3 separate regions of the Zea mays genome follow, and regions 1 and 3 are each linked to region 2. Evidence: chromatin contacts called from public Hi-C data. All regions are on one chromosome and are shown on one strand. Each heading gives the region's core, a stretch centred on a gene start, on an enhancer-like site or on the middle of the called end of the contact. The rest is flanking DNA. Distances are from core to core; before and after follow the strand shown.

Region 1 (3,085 bases), core at 61-2,560, 200 kb after region 2:
GCTACTGACCGGCCATGAATTCTTATGCGCTAGGATGACGGACATTGCTGCTGTTGTGTGAGTGTCCTCGAACAAGATGTATGTAGAGGAGTAGCACATCCGGTGGTGCAACGACCAGATGTACTACCTCGCTGATGAGCCCGAGGTGCACTTCATTTGGCAGCCCAACCAAGAGTCATCCGTACTCACCATGTCGTGCGCATTCGACGACTATTATATCAAGGATTATGGCGTCATCTAGGCGCCGGAGGTGACGCAGAGGAGGACCGACAACAATGACCACTCGCCATCGTCGGGGTAGCTTTTGTGCCGGTCTGCCTTTAATTCTCTTCACAAACACACACTTGCCTTTTTTTGTTTAAGCAAGCGTGTATGGTGGTGCGTGTCTGATGACTAATGATGTACGACAGAACTTCTACCGGCAGGTGTGATATGTGCTCTCCAATGATGAGACCATGCAAATCGTGACATATATCAAAGTCTGCATGACACTGATGGTTGCAATGTAGTAGTAAAACAGCTAAATTAAAATAACAAAATTTATGTATGGCTAGGATCACAAATGGATTATGAAACATTTTCTTATAACAATATAAGACACATTTTGTATATAAATTATCATGGTATTATATGTTCTCGTTGCAACGCACGGGTACTCACCTAGTTTAATATTAGATCTCTTGGAGGGTCTATAAAGGGTTATTTTAAAAAATACAAAAGACAGACTATTTGTCAAGATTCTGTCTCTTCACCACCATACATGTTGTCTCTTAGCTATATTTATGACCTAACGTTTCAGTGTTGTATTATACAGTGTCTTAACTATCTATTGTACTTGGGAAACCAAATCAAAGTATGAGGATTGTACATACTCTTAGAACTTATTTGTTTAATGCTAATACATGTGGATTAAACCGAATTAAATCAATTTAAATTTATAATAAGTCAAAATCCCATCCGAACTAAGGGTGTGTTTGGTTTGGCTTTTGGCTTTGACTTTTGCCCCCTAAAAGTCAAACCAAAGGGCTGAATCTGGAAAGCAATTTTTTCTAAAAGCTGACTTTCTTGTAGTGCAAAACTGAAAGCACATCTGGACCTGCTTTTAACAGCTTTTAGGTGGAACTGTGAAAATATATATGGAAGAATTTTTAGCGACTTTTAGTGGTTTCCACCGAACGATTTTTAGCTTTTTAGCAGTTCACAGCCTACAACAGTTTTTTTCACAGCTTACAACCCACAACAGTTTTTTTTCACAGCTACAGTCCAACCAAACAGACCCTATACACCACGCAAGACGAGGATTTTCCGTGAATTTCCCCAATTGCACGAGGCGGCCTCTCTATCGAGTATCGACTGGACAGCACAGTCTCACCTGTCGCGCCGCTGTTGTGTGATTGGTGGTCGCGGCGGCCGCCTTATTTTTATTCCGCTTCCCCTACTAATGCATTACTACTAATCCAAAGAATCCTTCGGTTTTGTATTCTACTCCGCTTCCTTTCGTCTTCCCCTTCGCCCCTTTCTCTCTCTCTCTCTCTCGCGTGTTCTCGCGTCGCCGTCGCCGCTGGTGCGAGATGGTCGAGACGAGGCGGAGCGCCGCCGCGAAGCGCCCGGCGGCGGGGGAAGAGGATAAGGGGGCGCCGGCATCGCCTGCATCGGCTCCCGCGGAGAACGCGGGGGCGGGTCCGAGGGCGGGTGACGATGTCGCGTCGTCGCAGCCCCCGAAGCGAGCCAAGGTCCGGATCTCCCTCCATCCCCCATGCATGTAGCCCCTTCAGGTCTCTGGTTTTGATCTGGTTTTTGTTGTTATTGCGATCTCGCTGGTGGTAGGTTGGGTGCACGGAGGCGGACACCGAGAAGCCGTTGGTGGCGCCGGCAGAAGTCGGCACCGTTGCGGGCCCACTGCCCAACACGGCTGGTCTGCAGGCGCTGACCGGCGCCATGGACAAGCTGGAGGCCCTCTTGAGGCCCAAGGAGGGTCAGTCCAATCCGGCCGGTATGAGCCTTGTCCCTACGATGTGCCTACGGCGTTCTTTCGGTTTTTGGCTTCGGGCCTTAGGGTTTGATGAGTTCCCTTGTTTGTGTAGGGCATAAGCGGGGCACTAACGATAAAGATATAACGGCGAAGATAAAGAGAGCCATGGATTTATCGGAGGATTTATCAGCAAAGATAAAGAAAACCAAGGATAATGTGGCTGGGATATTGAATAAGCCACAGGCGGCAGCCACCAGCAGGCGTCAGGAGCCCTGGTGCAGACTAATTTCACAATATACCATGGTGCGACTTCTCTTCTGTCTTTTCACTTCTCTTTCAATTAGTAGAACTCACCCATGATCTCTCGTGCTTTGGATGAGACCTTAATTACCAAAAACTACATGGCACATGTTAATCGTTCTTTGTAATTGCTATAGAAATACCATATAAAACCTCATATCAGAACTCAGGAATATGCAATACTACCTTGAACCTTACCTGTTCTCTATCTGCTCTGAGTCTTGTAACTTTAAAGAAAGCACCATCCAACCCCATTCAGTTGCAATATACACAGATACACTTTCTGTTTACTTTCTGTTTGTGGAAAAATAATTTCATACATAGTTCTATCTCAGTGCCAAGGTTATTAAGATGTTTTGTGCTTCATTTTTGCTTTATTGGATAGGCTGTATGTGATGTGACGTTTGGCTGCATTTGTTGAGAAACTTCAATGTCCCATTGTTAGTGCTTGTGTGCATATGATATTGTATAAGATTTAGGATTTAAGGTGCCTTTCAGTGAGTTAACGAACTTCATTATTGCTCTTTGGAGCAACTAAAATGATTGAACTTTTTATCATATACCAATGGATTGTCATCTGCTGTATTTTTTTTCAACAGCACCCTACCCTTTCTATTTATGGTGCGCTTTTCACTATCGGTCATGGAGCACATCATGATTTCAGACTGGGCGAATCATCCACTGCCTCACCTGTTTGTAGACTGAAGCAGGCTAAGGTACTATGAATTTATTTTTAGTTTTTTTCCCTGCATTTGTTCCCCTTTTATTCTGACATTTTTTTCTAGCGAGGTGCACTCCTTGAAGTCTTTGAAT
Region 2 (2,899 bases), core at 338-2,837:
TCCTTTGTGTTTCATCATTAGGAAGCAATGTGTCAGTGTCTCGACCCGAGGGTCTTACCAACCAGTGAAATAATGCAGCGTGCCCTGACCCAGACGGGTGATGCAAAATGACACAAGTTGTTTTTATCCTGGTTTGGGTGAGACAAAGCCCTACTTCCAGTGGAGGGAGGATGAGACTTATATTACTTGCACTAAAGTGCTTGCAGTAGGGAGTACAAGTTGATCGCGAGAGGGAAAGATCCCAAATCCTTAGAGTTGATCGAGGCAAGTGTCAATATCGTGGTGGAGGTGAGAACCGTGAAGTGTTCGGCTGCCTACTTGAAGCCATGGTCAGCCTTATTTATAGCCTCAAGGATGACTGCTAGGAGTACCCGGGCTGGCCGCGTATGGCGAGGAGGCAAGTCTGAGCCCCTGTACGCTTTCATGGAACTTTAGGTAGTGTAAGATATAAGGACTTCTCATCATGTTTATATTATCGAATCAAACTGAGTGTCAACAGGGTGGTTTTCAAACAAGATTTATAGCCAAATGCACGTGTAATAGGTGAATGCCTCATGACGTGATTATTACTCGATGGATGGAATGGAGTTCTTTCTTATCTTTCTTCTTTTCTTTTTTCTTTTTTCCTTTTTCATAACTTCCAAGTTCCATGCATATCCTTCTTTTCTTATATAACATCGAGAGATATTCGGATAAATTCATGGCACACCTTTATGAGGTCGTTTATTTTGTGGAACCTGTACATCAGACATAACACAGTAACACACGAGACACGACATACACAAAGGACTGAAAATCAACTATAGGAGACACCGAACACCTCACCAGTTACGACACTCAGAGAAGCTACAACATGGAAAGAAGTCAGATATAAGACATCAAACGTATCTAATGAAGCACGAGATAGTGTACCCGATATGACACTTAGAGAGCATGAAAAATGCATACCAGACATATCCAATGTGGAATCCAGTGGTGCACCAGATCCCAAAACGACTTAACGGTCGTCAATGGCTAAGTACAACGGTTAGCTGGCATGGTATGTCCGATGCACCACCAAACATATCCGATGCAACTTGACACACTGATAGGACTGACAATTTTTCTAACAGATAATTTTGACATGACGTCAAACACATCCCCTTAATTTGATCCCGCTCCTGATTCGAGCAGGACTTAGGTTTTATTTTTGTTAAAAAGAGGGATTTAGGATATATTTAGTTCAACTTTACGAACCAGGTTCGCTACCCAAAATCTAGAATCCTAACCAAACTGGTACAAAAGCAGAATATATTTCTAAAAATCCATATATTTCTCTAGTTTAATTTAGAACCACCCTCCAGATTTTTCAAATTCCTACCATCTATGTTAATAAGCTACCATATTCTTACCAATTCTACCAAATCTATAGTTAACAATTATTTTAACCAAACATATTTTAGCAATCTCACAACAAGTCAACAACCGTCAATTAGCAACCGTTTTCTTACACCTCATACCTAGCTAGAATCATTTTTTTAAAAAAAGCTATGGCTAGCCAACCTCAATAGCCCACCTTTTGAAAGCCCACGAAGCCCACATTATGGATCACTCCATTCATCGCCGGAGTCCCGACCAAATTATCCACACACGCGCCTCGCCTCCCACTCCCCCGAACTCACACGCCGCGGCGGAGCACCACCGCGGCCGCCCACCATGACCTCCGCCTCCACCTTCCTCTCTCTGCGCCTGCCCACTCCCTCCCACGCCACTTCGTCCCTTTCCTTCCCCCCGTCTCTGCTCCGGCAGGCGCGTGGCGGTGTGGCGTCCTCGACGCTGGTGGCGCGGGCGGCAGGGCCAACGGGAGCGGCGGGAGCTCCATCGCCGCTATTCAACCCCCGGGGAGACCCGTTCCTGTCTACCCTCGCAGCCGCCTCACCGGAGGACCTTGCGGCCGCCGCTGGTGGCGAGCGCCGTGGAGAGGACCACCTGCCGTTCCTCGAGATCTTCCAGAACACCAAACTCATGGCCTCGCCCGCGCAGGTGAGGCTTCCGCGCTTGTATCGTCTGCGGGAATGGAGCTGCTGTTATTTGTTATGAGGCTGGTTGCGGAAAGAGGGGAAATTATGGGTTGAACTCTTTCGTGTATTTCTATCATCAAATTGAGAAAAATATTATAGCTTCCAGATTCACAGTTCTCATAGTAATTCTCCATCCGAAGCCTATCATTAGCAATTCTGAGTTCCACACTACCCGGCATGTTAAATTAGGTTGGCTATTTACGATATTAGAGGTACTAACTTATTCACATGACGACATATCAATCACGACGCAATTTCAAAGGTGTTGCTGTGCTAATATTTCCATGTGTACATTTGCTTCCTGTTATCTGCTGTATGCACCTTGATGATCTTTGGTATTTGTAGTATATACGAACTGCACTTCACTTAACCATACATTGCCTCTGCTTTGTAATTGTCAGGTGGAACGGTCTAGCAGCTCGTATAGTCAGCACAGACCTAGAAGGCCTCCTCCAGATTTGCCTTCATTGCTTCTTCACGGCCGAATCGTTTATATTGGCATGCCGGTATAATCTGCACCAATATTCTTGATGCCAAGTTTCGTTTCATGTTATTACTATGCATCCATGGACATCAGTCATGGTAAAACATAAACATTAGGGTGCTTAGCTAGGCTGGATAAACGATCTGACTTGGTGTTAAATTAAGAGCTATGAAATAGCAAATGCATGATTCCACAGGTTAGACCATTGTAGCCAGTATAGTTTGTATTTCGAATATCAACTCCTTCCACATTCCACATGACATGAGCAAAGAAGAGAAATTCCTATGAGCTCTGGTGGCCAAAAGAGGGTAAAAATGTATGAACAAAGAAGATAGATTCCTATGAGTTTTGCGCC
Region 3 (3,244 bases), core at 245-2,744, 160 kb before region 2:
TCCATCACTCCAGTCTCCAGGGACAGCTTTTCTGAATAAAGGCAACAGTAAACTAATCGCTGAACTTTGCCTAATAATGCACCTCCTAACCCATGGCCATGGGTTATTAGGAACAAAAAATAAAAATCTAGGTTCGTGATGGGAATTGGTCGGCGCGGGAGGATCCTTTCAGCGCTGATTCAGACAGACGGATGGGCACGCACATTCCAGAGCGAGAAGGGGTGGCAGGTAGGTGGCGACTTTGCGCTGCAAAGATCCACGGCGCTGACATGGAGCTGCGTAGGCTGTGAAAGCAAGCAGGCAGGACATGCCCGCCAACCGCCATGGTTGGTCTCCATCGATCATCCGTGGCTAGCTAGCTACCTTGACACTTCACGAAATAAAGTGGTGCTTTATTGTTTATTATTTCGCGAAAAAGAGAGATCTTGCCGGCCGTGGACGGGGAATGAACGGGGGGTGGCCAGGCCAGGCCAGGCCATGGATGCAGCGACAGGAGGCCTTCTCGCCATCGGTTTCTGAGCCCGATCAAGCTGTCCCCTCTCGCCTGTCCCGGCCGGGCCGGGGAGGCTTAGCCCGGAAGCAAGGGCCGGAAAAGGTGGCGGTTTATCACGAGTAAACTAGAGCCCGGCCGGTCCCGGTTTGCGGAGTGAAAACGATGATCACTCGGCGCACCTGCATTCTGATGATGCAATGAAAAGCAAAAAAAAAAAAAAAAAACATATAGATGGCCCTACAGCTACAGGTCTCCGCGCGCGCGCGACCCCGGTTGCTGGTGTGGTGACATGGACATGGTTGCGTGCACGGCTCTCAGCTCACGCGCGCTCAGGTTAACGTCAGTGACCGGCTGGCAGCTGGGACGACCGGGAGCAGGCCCGGGGGTGGGGGTGGGGGTGGCGAAGCTTCTTCCGGGATGGCGAGAGGGCCGGCGGCGACCTTTCCAGCCGCAGGCGTCAAACGCCGGCCTCTGGTGGGCGGGCCCGACGTACGAGCGCGCGGTTCTGTGTGCGGTTGTTTACTGGATCGGAGGAGGAGATAATGTTAGTTAAGCCGAGTTCACCAATGGGGTCAGGTTTCTTGGTCCAGAACGAACAGCCTCTGCATTTTGCTAAGCCTGGCATCGGTGTCATGCGCACGCTTGCAGCGGCCAGGTTAGGAGTAGACCGTGTTATTTTCGGAATATTTTGGATTGAATGGCCCAATATTTCAGTTGGGGCATGTTTGAAGGGGCGGAAAAAATGTTTCAGTAGGAGTTCGTGCGTGCAGGAAGCCGTCTCGCGGTTTCGGACATGGAAAGGTCGTGGACGTGGGCGGGTGGGGTGGGGAGGATTTGATTTCGTTTTGTTTCCGGACTAGTTACGATTTTAGTGGACCCTGTTGGGAGAAAAAAAAAATGAAAATTTCAGAAGAGGAGACGATGGTGCATGTACCGTACGTGCTGTGTCTGGTACATGCGCCGTGGTTCGGAGTTGCATGTGAAACTTGTGCACCGTCTGCAGGTCACGGGCATGCAGTACATAAGTGGAGGTAGTACACAAGTGTGTCTGTGTGTGGTACCCGGTGCATCTCTTGTGCGTACGTGCTCCAGGACCTGGACCAACGACGACCAACATGTCTGCCCGATTTTTTATTTTAGTCTTTTTTAATAAATATTGCATGTTTACACTTATGGTATGACTATTGCAATGTTACTCTATACGTTTCTTTTCATTTATCACGTTTTAGTTCAAAAATAGACTAGCGACTGACAAATATTCGAGAACGGAGATAATAAGATTTTAGAGGTAGCTACCGTGGCCTATGACATCGAGGTTACATGATATCACGTCACTGATGACGTATATGTCAACATGTCTCTAACGTGTGGCAATACCTAGGTGTCATAGGTTAACACTGAGCTCCAATTTAAACCACCACATCTAGACCTAGTTTTCTAGCTGAGGCGGACCTGATTTGTTTATCATCTATCTCCGTCTCTGTCTCCCCAATCCATATAACCTTCTCTAATCTATTGATTCAATCTTGAAAGCTTGGATTTTATCCGTAGATCTCCGAGAGCAATGTATCATCCTTTTCCAAACCTGTTCACTAGCCTATAACAAAGTTCGGAAGATAAAACATATAAAGAATATAACACAATATAAATACGAAAACTTAAATATGATAGAGATACAAACTCTCGTTGATGAGCCAGTGTGTTCACCAAGATATTGAGAAACACACAAAATCTTCCACCTAATCCTTGTTAGAGCCCACACAAGGGAATGCCGATACGAGGGCCAAGCCCCTGGTTAGGTAACTCCATTGAAAACCTCGGAACTTCTCCACATGTAAGTGGTGCTCCGACTTCAAGCTCTCCTAGATGCTCTCCATCGCCTCCGCTATCGAATTTCTGGTTGAATCGGCACGGGCCTTGTTCCGTCCAATATACGATGGCGGGCACACCGTGAACGCAATTGGTGTAACATAGCATGATTTACGACCCATCTCTGTAGTACTACAATGCCACGCGCAAGCATCAAGAGACACAATCCATCTGTTTGGTTGGTGTACATCGGCATGCAACCGCACCCGCGGAGTCTTAAAGCAACTTTTGTTTGGTTCACTTCACTTCGTATACAGGTTGAACGGATGCAAATCACAGGGGCAGCCAGGCTCCAGCCGTACGCGGCCCACGAGCGTACACCGACATGCAGCTGCTGCCTGTGCAGACGCACCCAAACCAAGACACATGTGTTTTTATGTTTTCTATTATATTTCATAATTAAATTACATAATCATCAAACTGATTTTATAGTCATACTTTTAAGATTTTTGTTAGTAATCACCAAGACAATCGTTATGTAATATTTGAAGATTTATTTATACACTTTTCTATATATATGTTTTGATACACACAACCAAACAGAGATTGTATCTATCCTGAATGTACCGACGCAAACAATCAATCAAAAGCATATGTATGAGCTTAGCCTGTGCATAATAAACCTGACTCCTCAGGTACGAGCCTGTCTTCAACGGTACAACAACCAATCAGGGCCAATGTTGAGCACAAACACGAATGATTGGAGGTGCCTATTCCTCGCTTCTAATCACTAAACATATCCTAGAGCAATCACTTACACACCGGTCTAACTAAGCAAAACACTTCACAAAAGCGCCTACACTGCCGAGTGATATTTGAGTACTTGGGCTTCCACAGATCTCAAACGGCTGGCTGGGATGATATATTAGCTCAGAGTCCAAA

What was found. Hi-C and Micro-C count contacts between places; a contact is called where the count stands out from the background.
Region 1: a contact with region 2 is called in a Hi-C map of leaf, with 2.0 times the contacts expected there. The contact joins the promoter of LOC103634735 here to the promoter of LOC100282645 in region 2. A contact is called at or near these places in 7 of 25 Hi-C or Micro-C datasets (bundle sheath, ear, endosperm and 2 more).
Region 3: a Hi-C map of bundle sheath shows a contact between it and region 2, with 2.5 times the contacts expected there. The contact joins the enhancer-like site here to the promoter of LOC100282645 in region 2. A contact is called at or near these places in 2 of 25 Hi-C or Micro-C datasets (bundle sheath and ear).

What each region holds. Positions count from the first base shown.
Region 1 is chr1:58,152,070-58,155,154 of Zm-B73-REFERENCE-NAM-5.0, reverse strand. LOC103634735 (AAA-type ATPase family protein) reads left to right here and starts at 1,310. Exons shown (of 28, transcript XM_008657320.3): 1 at 1,310-1,733; 2 at 1,828-1,993; 3 at 2,085-2,275; 4 at 2,872-2,988; 5 at 3,058-3,085. The coding sequence starts at 1,572.
Region 2 is chr1:58,352,675-58,355,573 of Zm-B73-REFERENCE-NAM-5.0, reverse strand. It overlaps LOC100282645 (ATP-dependent Clp protease proteolytic subunit), which reads left to right and starts at 1,587. Exons shown (of 10, transcript NM_001155553.2): 1 at 1,587-2,022; 2 at 2,462-2,566. The coding sequence starts at 1,696.
Region 3 is chr1:58,508,486-58,511,729 of Zm-B73-REFERENCE-NAM-5.0, reverse strand. No RefSeq gene overlaps it. Among protein-coding and RNA genes, the nearest start is that of LOC118474591, 2.9 kb to the right of the region's middle. Within about 2 kb of position 1,494, at least 18 of the 20 cell types and tissues checked have an H3K27ac peak or open chromatin away from gene starts, as enhancers often do. A contact at or near this core is called in bundle sheath and ear, where this site is marked.